Linked DNA regions of Hordeum vulgare: region 2 is linked to region 1. A link is a contact called in public Hi-C data. All regions are on one chromosome and are shown on one strand. The core of a region is the stretch at or near the end of the contact, and the rest is flanking DNA. Distances in the headings are between cores, read along the strand shown. Region 1 holds the start of LOC123407292 (condensin complex subunit 3). Region 2 holds the start of LOC123411626 (signal recognition particle 9 kDa protein).

Region 1 (5,695 bases), core at 1,398-3,897:
TTGCCGAACTCTTTGCCCAAGATTTGGCTAAGTCAAGCTAGAAACAAAGAAACACGCCCTAAGGTAGGAAAATTATGGCACATTGACACAATAGATGTGTAAATGGTGGCCAGAATTAAGGAGGCAAGACTCTGGGCTAGAGCTGGTGCCTTAGGACTGAGAGTGCTACTGCCCGGGTGCTGGGATGTCCTCTATCAAGGCTTCTGAACCTTTCTCTGCGTATATGAACATCTCTAACTTTCCAATGAAATGAAACGTGTTAAGCTTCATGCACTAGCCAATGCAACACCCCCTCTCGCGTCCAACACGTGAATAGACTCAAAGGTATGACTCAAGAGGCCTATACATGGATACAGAGGGGGGCCAGCAACAATTTTTGGATAAATTGCGAAAGTCAGGATTTGAACTCAAGACTATGGGCCCTGATACCATGTCAAGCCTCATGCACTAGCCAACGCAACCAAAAGTCCAAATTGATGGAAAGGGTCAGGTAATCCACATATATACTTGCAAAAAACACAAGTGCTTTCACGTTTTATCGCGAAAATAAACATGCAGCACTACCTTCTTGCAGGAGTGCCATAAACAATTGTTCAGCAATTGTGGTGCATAGCAAAGGTAAAACGACTGATGCTTACCTGAGCTTCAGCCTGCAAGTGCATGCACATGACTTTCCAGTAAAGAGCAACCTCAGCCTCCATGAGCTTGATACTGGAAACTTGTTCTGCACAAATATAGTGTGGATGATGATATTTACCAGTAGCGGAAAGTTATGATGGGAAACGACAAACTTTATGAACCTGATAATTGATAATAGAAAATCAATTTGACAATAGAAAAATACAATTTAGTCGTTGGGTTTGTCACTTTCATTGTTTTGTTTCAGGATTACTTATTTCATTCAAGTGCAACTGCAACCACATGCTTCCTTCTCGGAAATTCAGTTTTCAGCATGATCATATTGAACTTCACGGAAATCTGCAACATAAAAGGCATGTGATTTTGTTCTGATTTACCAGCATCCTCGGTATTTTCAGTAAAGTACTGCATGATAGTTTGCCCATCTTGCACTCGCACAGCACCATCCTTCAGAAGCACCCCCATCACGGATTCTCCAACTGACTCATAAGTCTCGACATCAAGAAACCTGAGAAGGGCGATGACATCTCCACCACAATGCTTTACAAGCCACTCCTCCTTCAGCATCCTCAAGCATTCATTGTTCACAGATGGAGACCTATCTGAGATGCCTCTGTGAAGGAGAGTTGTCCTCTGCTTGATGCTGAACCAAAAGAAGCCATCAATTCTCTCACATGGTGTTGGTAAACCAGTTGTGCATTTCATATGTAGGTATTGGTCAACTGGCTTCTCTACTTCCAGTGGAAAGAATTGCTCACCTAAGACTTTGGAGGGGAAATTTAGTTGAAAGCACAAAATATGCTGCCCTCCGAACTGATTCGCTAGTATCAATTGTTGATTCAATGATTGACTCCAGTGTAGCACTTGATGGTGGAAGAGACAAAATAATTGTCTTTCGGACCTCCTTCTCAAATCAAACAAAAACTCCATCAGATGTAATAACAAGGAATGTAAAAGAAATATTAAGGGTACTGAGTTGATCTAACATACAGCGTTTTGTTCTTTTTCTAGAGTCTCAAGAAAGATACCGATGATGCCACCATCCTCTTCGTCAATCGCAAAACGAGACAATGCACGGACAGCAAAAACCCGAATTGCAGGAATCTTATCCTGAACCCGAATCTTCATGCCATCAATCACTTCATCCCAAATCTCACTACTCACCTCGGCATCATCCGGTACTTGCATTATGATCTACGAGAAAAATTGCCAATGTCAGCAAGTAAGTAATTTATGTGGAAGTGGTAGTCTTGACACTACCTGAATTAAGAATAGCTCAAATTACGTTCTTCTTCACAGGCAATTTAAAAAGCAGAAAGAAATGGATCAAATCACTGTAACCAAAGCTGCATGGGGGCAGCAGGTATCACAGGGGTTTTAACTTTTAACTAACGTTTTACTGGGACTAATTGAGGTAGCCAGATCGAAGTTAGGTTAAGGCTAACAGGCACAGAATGGAACACATCATTAACCACGTTTGCAACAGCAATTATACAAGTTCCTCGAATACTCTAAATCTCTAATGAAAACTGAAGTTAGGCAAAACGAAATCACGCATCTAGAGGAAAGTGAAGTACTCTTCTTATCAAGTTGAGAGAAATCTTCTCACAGCTTGCCGAACACTCACCTCAGAGATGATTTGGCAGGCACGGAAGCGCGCGGGTCGGAGCGCTGCGGCGGAGGCGACGAGGAGGAAGCGGAGGAAACCCTCGAGGAACCCGGTGCCGTCCGCGCCCGCGGAGGCGGAGGAGGAGGCGAAGGCCACGGCGAAGCGTGTGACGCGGTCGGAGGCCGGGGAGCGGCGGGGGACCTCGAAGAGCGGGGTGATGGCGTTGCAGAAGGCCGGGAGGAAGCGGCCGCCAGACGCGGAGGCGCGGACCGCCGCGAGCTCCCGGAGCTTGCGCGGGTGCACGGCGAGGGAGGCGCGGCACTCGTCGAACACGCGCGCCGCCTCGCGCGCGAGGCGCCTCGTCTCGTCGTCGCTGGAGACGGCCGCGGCGGGTGACATGGTGCGGCAGGGGAGAGGGGGGGGGGGAGGAGGGGGGGATTTGGATTTGGGGGGAGAGATTTTGAATTTGACGAGAGGGAAGGCGAAATGCGGAGCGGATCCGGCCGACGGCAGACGTGCTCCCACCTAGTGGAGAGCGCGTGTGTTTTTGAGCTTCCCGCTTTCCGTGTGGAGATTCTCATGGGCTCAAACTTCACAAGGCTGGCGGATGGCTGGCAGGCCCAAAATGGCCCGCGGCGCTGCTAGAACCAATCACTTTCTTTTTCCTGAAATCTCAACGCCCTTTTATCTTTAAAAAATCACTTTGTTTCAACCGGCTGATAATACGCGCTCATAAGCTGCCTCCTTCTTATGACGCGTGTCCCGCATGTGCCTCACCACTCGCAGCCTTATCACGTGTCTTTCGTTTCCCATCACAGAAATCTTATTCCCTCTTCTCTCGATCCGTCCTCTTCCTCTCTTTCAAAGTTTTGTCCAAAAGGACCCTTAGCCGAGTGCATTTGTCAGAAAGGACCACATGTGGATGAAATCTATGGAAAAGACCCCCACCTCCCGTGGCGGCAGGCGAGTCAGTCGACACATGCCACCTGTCGCCACCGCCCGAGGCGGCTAGGGCCTGCCGCCACGAGCACAGGCGGCCGACAAGCCTGCCGCCACGAGCCCAGGCGGCCGACGCACGTTTCCGTTCCAGCGTCGCGGCAACGTAACGGCGACAGAGGTGTGGGCCCTGTCGCCTCGGCAGCTGGCGGCCAGGCGGGACCTGCCACCTCGGGAGGAAGCGGCCGGTACTGTTGCGGCGTTGATTTCCACTGACTGCGCTGATTTCCAGGGTCGTTGATTTCTACGTTGAGACAGTCTCCATTGACGGAACAGTGGCACAAATTTCCCGCTCTTCACCGATGAAACAGTGTGAAACTTCTTCTTTATAAACGAACTGCGTCGCTGCCTCCTCTCTCACTCTCTTCTCCTGCCGTCGCCTTCTATGTCACTCTATTCTCTTTCTCTTTCTCACTCTCTTCTCAAGAACTACTCCATATGAAGGTTTAAGTTGCGATTTTGGATGGTTTAAAGTTAGATTTTGAAGACGTTGTAGTTGGAAAAAAGATAGATCAAGGTAAGAGCTTTTCATTTCTGTTGGTCATGTTTGCATGCATGATGTTTTATTTTGTTTGATTAGTTTCTAAGTATGTGTTTTCTTTTGTCTTAGGGAGTGTATTGTCACTTTTGTGAAACTATTTTAAAGACGTTGTAGTTGAAAAAAAGATAGATCAAGGTAAGAGCTTTCCATTTCTGTTGGTCGTGTTTGCATGCATGATGTTTTTTTTTGTTTGATTAGTTTCTAAGTATATGTATTTATCTTTTGTCTTAGGGAATGTATTATCACTTTTGTGAAACTATTTTGTCATGCGATATGAACTACTAAATTGAAGATCAAGGTATGAGACTATGTTCATATTTGTGTTCATGTGATAATAGGTCGACTCTGTTCATATATTACCGGTGATTTGTTCGTGTTTGCATGCAACTGGTATTTAGAAAGCAGTCGAAAAAATGTGTGTGTAACTAGCATTTTTGTTAAACATGTAATAATATGTTAACTCTATTAGTATTATTACATGCAAGACGCGTGTGTAATATATTTGTTTATGTGATAATTTGTCAACCCCGTAGATATATGACTCATGATATATATATGCATGTAATATGTATTTTAAAACTTTTGCTAGCACGGAAATAATTATGTGTGTAATATTTTTGTTCATATGATAATTGATCGAATTCGCTGATATTATACTGGTGATATTTTGTATTCGTAAGGATATCCTTATTAAACCAGAGGTACTAATGACATATTGTAATTTATCTTGTATTTATTTTATAGATGTAGTGTCGCGACAAATGGTATAATATAAATTATTATGCATAGATGTATAGTCGTCTGTGAGTATTTGTTAAATTGTTATATGTAAAAAAAGATAAATAATGGATGTTATTACAATATAAATATAATAATATGATGGTACAATATAAATTATTATGCGTAGATGTACAGTCATCTGTGAATATTTGTTAAATTGTTATATGTAAAAAAAATAAGTAATGGATGTTGTTATTAGAATATAAATATAATAATATGATTTTTAATGGACTAACAATGTAAATATGACTGCTCGTTAGGTACTATGGAAAAATTGTTAGTGTTTTATGGGCACATCGTACGTGAGGGTCCTTCTGGTGTGGATGCATGTGTCTAGGTGCGGGATGACTACGATTGTAGTGAGAGACATGGTTAATGTAGAGTATACGACAGTTATAAGGTGCATCCGAGCGGTGTTTGGTGCACCGATGAATGGAAAAAAATGACCATGGAGGCTTTCGTGGTTGAGGGAGGAAATCGTTGGGTTCTGCGGCAGGTTACTGGTGAAAGAGCATGGGCGTCATACATGGGTTTTGCAAGCAATCCCTATAACTCCATGTGTGGACAACCCATAGTTTATGTGTAGTTCATTTCTGCCAGTGATGTCGCCGAGTGCAGTAGCGGTGCCGGTGAGGCCGAGTTGACCATAACTGTAGCCCCCGACGTCGGCCCATCGGAACCAACGGGTGGCCAACAAGTGGCCATAACTGTAGCCCCCGACGCCGGCCCATCGGAACCAACAGGTGGCCAACAAGTGTATGACACAGGGTATTGGTATGCGGTCATTGACATGAGTGAACATGTCGAGGGATTGCCGGAGGCGCTAGATGATGACGATGATGGTCATTCTTCTGCCTCTTCGGAATCAGATGATGATGAAGTTGTTCCTCCTGAGAAGGCGGCCGTTGCACCAATCAACCCAGAGTTTTTACAGGTTATGAGCATCACCAATGAATTTCGCTCCGTTGCTGGCCTAGAAGCGGGAAGTCTGGCCGTTGGGCAGATTTTCCCAGATAAGAAATCTGCTAAACAAGCAATACATAACTATGCAATTGCCATACACATGCAACATAGAGTGAAGCAGTCTGATAGAAAGGAGTTGAAGCTCATATGCATCCATCGCGAAGCGG
Region 2 (5,695 bases), core at 1,922-4,421, 590 kb before region 1:
TTGTTTTATGCGTGTCAAGTATTTGTTCCTATGACCATGAGATCATATAACTCACTGGCACTGGAGGAATACCTTGTGTGCATCAAACGTCACAACGTAACTGGGTGACTATAAAGGTGCTCTACAGGTATCCCCGAAGGTGTCCGTTGAGTTAGTATGGATCAAGACTGGGATTTGTCACTCCGTGTGACGGAGAGGTATCTCGAGGCCCACTCGGTAATACAACATCACACACAAGCCTTGCAAGCAATGTGACTAAGTGTAAGTCACGGGATCTTATATTACGGAACGAGTAAAGAGACTTGTCGGTAACGAGATTGAAATAGGTATGCGGATATCGACGATCAAATCTCGGGCAAGTAACATAACGAAGGACAAAGGGAATGACATACGGGATTATATGAATCCTTGGCATTGAGGTTCAACAGATAAGATCTTCGGAGAATATGTAGGATCCAATATGGGCATCTAGGTCCCGCTATTGGATATTGAACAAGGAGTGCCTCGGGGCATGTCTACATAGTTCTTGAACCCGCAGGGTGTGCACACTTAAGGTTCGATGATGTTTTAGTATAGTTGAGTTATATGTGTGGTTACCGAATGTTGTTTGGAGTCGCGGATGAGATCACGGACGTCACGAGGGTTTCCGGAATGGTCCGGAAATGAATATTGATATATATGATGGTTTCATTTGGTTACAGGAAAGTTTCGGGCAATTCCGATAGTGCACCGGGAGTGACAAATGGGTTCCGGGAGTTCACCGGGAGGGGCCCACCCACCCGGGAGTGATCCCAAGGCCATAGGGTGGCACCACAAGTCCCTAGTGGGCCGGTGGAGTCAGCCCAAGGGCCCCATGGCGCCACTTAAAGAAATACCAAAAGAAAAGAAAAAGAAAAAGGGAAATTGGGAGGTGGGAAGGAAGAGGAGGACTCCTCCTTCCAAAACCGAATTGGAGGAGGAGTCCTCCTCCTCCATAGCGCCGGCGCACCCCTTGAGGGCTTGGCCCTCAAGGCAAGCCCCTCCCCCTCCCTCCTATATATAGTGGTGTTTTAGGGCTGATTTGGGACAACTTTTGCCACATGCAACTCAACCCTAGACCCCATAGTTTTACCTCTAGATCGGATTTCTGCGGAGCTCGGGCGGAGCCCTGCAGGAGTAGATCATCACCACCACCGGAGCGCCGTCACGCTGCTAGAGAACTCATCTACTTCTCCCTCTTGCTTGCTGGATCAAGAAGGTCGAGATCATCGTCGAGCTGTACGTGTGCTGAACGCGGAGGTAGCGTCCGTTCGGCACTAGATCGGAACGGATCGTGGGACGGATCGCGGGATGATTCGTGGGACGGTTCGTGGAGCGGTTCGAGGGACGTGAAGATGTTCCACTACATCAAACGCGTTTCTTAACGCTTTCTGTTGTGCGATCTACAAGGGTACGTAGATCCAAATCTCCCCTCGTGGATGTACATCATCATGATAGGTCTTCGTGTGTGTAGGAAATTTTTCGTTTCCTATGCAACGTTCACCAACAGAGCCACCTCGCCGTCGCTTTGCATTGCTCGTGAACAGGTCGGTCAGAGAGGTGAGGACCATGAGGTCCTCTTCATCCTGGGCGTCAGCATCAGCTTTCTCCTCTAGTAGCGTCGTGAACGCCTCCTCATCATCGGAGTCCATCGCCCAGGCAAATCGCCAAACACCTGGCGAGCGTGGCGGACACGCGGCCGCGTACGTGCCCGGAGCGCCAAGAAAACTCGCTAAGAAGCGGGGGACGGGGGAGGGAGCGAAGCCGCGACGAACCTTACGACCGTCAACAGGGAGATGGCCTTTTGTAGCGGCGGTAGGCAGGTGGGCGGCACCGGAATCGGCACGGTGGCTAAAGGCGTGGTTCGCTAGGGGCGGTTCCGGAGAAGAAAAGGCCTTTTTTCGCCTGACACGGGGCATGTCGCGTCGTTTTTCCTTCGCCGGCGTCCCCAGGTGCCCCCCTCCCCAATGCGGTCGGTTCGGGCTGGGACCGCCGGAGCCAATTTCGGCCCTAACCAGCGAAAAAACGGCTCTTGGAGACGCGACTGAAACGTTTTTCCCTCGCTGGCGAAAAAAATGACCTCGAAGGGCCTGTTGGGGGCGCGGGTCGAGATGCTCCAAGAGAAACCCCAATGGGGCGACCCATTTCATCCGCCGACATCAGTTTGGGTCCGGACGGAAAAAGTGATGGCCCAACGCACGAACCCATTGCCAAAATGTGTCCGCTTCGCGTCCGTGCCGACCCATTTCTAGCTCAAATTTGGGACTGAAATGTGTCGGCGCGGACGCGCGCGTCTCCTCGGTGTCTGCATGTGTCCGGCCTGGCTACTTGTCACACAACCATGCACTTACCTATGTGTGTTTATTTAATTCGCTCGCCTATCCCACCCGCCTCTCTCCTATTATTTCAATACCACAATGTTGTTGCACACTTGCTTTCCGTTGGATGCACGTGTCAATCCATTTAAAAAAATAGACACAGACAGGCCGACGGACGACCCAAACGAACAAAAAACGGACAAAAACACTGTCCATTTGGGGTCGTCCTGTTGGAGTTGCTTCGGGAGCAGCAGGTGCGCTGCGACGCGGAGGCACTGCAACTTGAGGAGGAGGAGGGGGGAGAAGGAGGAGCGCGCCCAGCGAGCCGCAATGTCGGTGCCCCAGCAGACGCCGGAGGAGGCTACCCTTGCAGCGTACCAAGCGGCGTTCGGGTGGACTGGCCCGACTCCCGTCTTCATCGACCTCACCAACGACGATGGCGACGTCAAGGGCAAGGGCAACGCCGACGACGTCTAGGGCAACGTGGGGGCACCGACTTTTTTATGTTTTATTTAATGTTTAATTAGGTTTAAGTGGATTTTGACCGGCGGTTAACCTGCCATTATGTTTAATTATGTTTATTTCTGTGAAATCTGTTTTTTTCTATATAGGTAAATCTGGGTCCGCCTTTCGTTAGGCGCTCAAGTCCTTATAAAAATGCGGGTGCGCATGTTGGTCTAACCGACTCAAATAAACAAAAAGCGAATAAAATACGTGACCGTTTGGATCGGCATGTTAAAGTTGCTCTTAGCTTTTTTAAAACAGAAGTTTGTAAGAAAAGCGGAACCAAACGCAAACACAGCCTAAAGCCCTACCCGTCGCCCTTCCAAACACAAGTTCAGCCCCGAACCGGACCCAAGGGAGCAGTCTAGCGAACGCAGCCCTATTCAAACCGCGGCAGACTCCTCCCAGCAAACCCCCCAGATCCCGACGAGACCACGCCACACCGCGGCGAAGCCCTAGCCTCCGGCCAGCGCCGCCGCAGCGATGGTGTACTTCGACTCCTGGGACGAGTTCGTTGACCGGTCCGTGCAGCTCTTCCGCGCCGACCCCATCACCGTACGCCGGGACCCCATCCCTCCTTCCCCCCTCGTCCACCCATGCCCGATTCCCCCTGCCCGCATCTCGATCTAATCCGTTATCCGTTGCCCATGTGTGCAGACTCGCTATTGCATGAAGTACCGGCACTGCGACGGGAAGCTCGTGCTCAAGGTCACCGACGACCGCGAGGTACGGCGCCCAGGCTTCTTTGTTTTGCCCAGATTTGGGGATTGACTCCAAATTCATGATCAGGAAGTGTGTGTTTTAGGTCCCGATCACGCGTGTCACTACGAGATGCGTGTTACAGCTAGGGATTGAGCCGATCGAGCGTTATTGTAGGTCATGCATTGCGTGGGATGGTTCAGTGTTGCGTATTGAATTTTGTGACGTAGCATAGCTTGGTATAGTATAAGTGGCTCGATAAAATACTACAGCAGTTAGATCGTTCAGCATTAACAGAAAGCAAAACTGATCTCTCTTTTGAGGAGTTTTGATTTTACAATCATCCTGTAAACATAGAATTCATCTCAAGTTTATTTTCAAGTCAAGAAAGATAGTGAGATGCCAATTACAACGAAATGTCTGCTTGATATCATAAACCCAGGAGATTTTGCCATAAAAGCCTTAGCAGCCGTTAGCATTAGTTCACAGTAGTTACACTAGTGTGGGTGGGCATATGTGCTTTTCCTTCCTAATTGAAGCAAATCATTGTTGTGCATGACGAAAGTACTCTTGTGCCCACTAGTAAGTTTATCTGTTCCTGGATGAATGCGTAGCCAGGAAAACAGATAGTACAGACTGCAGAGTACATGTTTAGTTGTATGGATTTGAGCCAGGAAAATATATAGTACAGACTGAAAACCACTTAAACTTGTATATGATATCCCTCTCCTCGCTTCATCTAGAAAATTACTTAGGCCCAGTTCTTTTGGCCGATTCTCCCATAATCTTGAGAATCGACCCTCAATCCAGTTTCTCCCAGAATCTTGAATCCATATTTTTTTTACAATCCTATCTAGTTAGGATGTGAACAGCTAGGATTGTAAAAAACATAGGGATACAATATTCTGGGAGAACCTGGGTGATTAGCTTAACCCTGAAGGACGATTTTATTAAGCTCATACTTAAATGTTCTGCCAGGAAAAGAACTGGGCCTTAGTTTTGTATATATCATCAAATGTGGATTTGGTATGTGATTAGCTTAACCCTGAAGAACGATTTTATTAAGCTCATACTTAAATGTTTTTTACACTGTTGGGGGACCTGTAGTTAGTGCAGCTGAAACATACACTGGTAAAATACTGCAGCTTCTGGATATGCATGTCTCAAAACTGAGTCATAAGTTATATCTTACTGTACTTAAGATGTTCTGATAATTTTGTTAGTACTAGATTTTCCCAATGGCTTCATAAAACTTCTATATAACTACCCTGTCCACATTTCATACTGCTGGAGTGCCGGTGGTGTCTACTAATTGCTTCAGTACTCTCTAGTCGACATATTTGCTTTGGAATATGATGCAACCATATAGTTGTGCATCTGATTGCACCCAATAGTTCAGGAAATCATAAACATTTGTGTAGCATTTTTTCATGGTTCAACATTGCGTTGCTGCAATGATTGAATTGATGCATAATATTTCAAGTGAAGAATCTCTTCCAGATGGAATATTTGAATTTCTGTAATTATATAGGCACGTAAGTCAGCTTACAGCTTTGCCTTTTAGTTGACAACGATAGCACATTCAGCATAGAGGTCCTATTGTGCTAGGAAATGCCGTAGATACTATTGGAAGTCACTTTCTGTGCAGAACTTCGAAATGCCTTTTAGTTTTTGTTCACTTTACTAACTAAGCATCGATCAAACTATCTATTCATTCTTGTTTGATGGCACTGTAGCGGAATGCTTTACCTTGTTGTCATGGATCGAATTAATTGACTTTTCTTGTAATCTTGTAAGGCATGTGGTGAATAACCATCCAACGTAATATTACACTATATTCATATAATCTAGATATCCCCCCCCCCCCCCCAAGTTCCATGATGTGCGCTGTTAAATGCAGTGCTTCTTTAACGGTCATCATGTCAATCATATTATATGCATGTATCTGCATTGAAAAAACAATGTGTAATTTATTTATTTATCCCTTCTATGTGATTTTAATGACTCGATGTGAAATATGACATCCAAAATCTGGATTAAATAAAAGCATGCCTGCGTTTTCTAATCCAGATTCCTAATCATTCGCTGATTGTGGTGGATTGGTTGTTAACTTTGCACTTGCCTATTACCTTTTCCTGATTTGAAAGCCATTGTTG

What was found. Hi-C and Micro-C count contacts between places; a contact is called where the count stands out from the background.
Region 2: a Hi-C map of seedling shows a contact between it and region 1, with 4 times the contacts expected there. The contact joins the promoter of LOC123411626 here to the promoter of LOC123407292 in region 1. A contact is called at or near these places in 2 of 6 Hi-C or Micro-C datasets (leaf and seedling).

Annotation. Positions count from the first base shown.
Region 1 is chr7H:110,373,264-110,378,958 of MorexV3_pseudomolecules_assembly, reverse strand. It overlaps LOC123407292 (condensin complex subunit 3), which reads right to left and starts at 2,647. Exons shown (of 12, transcript XM_045100398.1): 1 at 2,267-2,647; 2 at 1,630-1,833; 3 at 1,398-1,543; 4 at 1,017-1,282; 5 at 639-724. The coding sequence starts at 2,647.
Region 2 is chr7H:110,967,523-110,973,217 of MorexV3_pseudomolecules_assembly, reverse strand. It overlaps LOC123411626 (signal recognition particle 9 kDa protein), which reads left to right and starts at 3,171. Exons shown (of 4, transcript XM_045104590.1): 1 at 3,171-3,395; 2 at 3,498-3,566. The coding sequence starts at 3,324.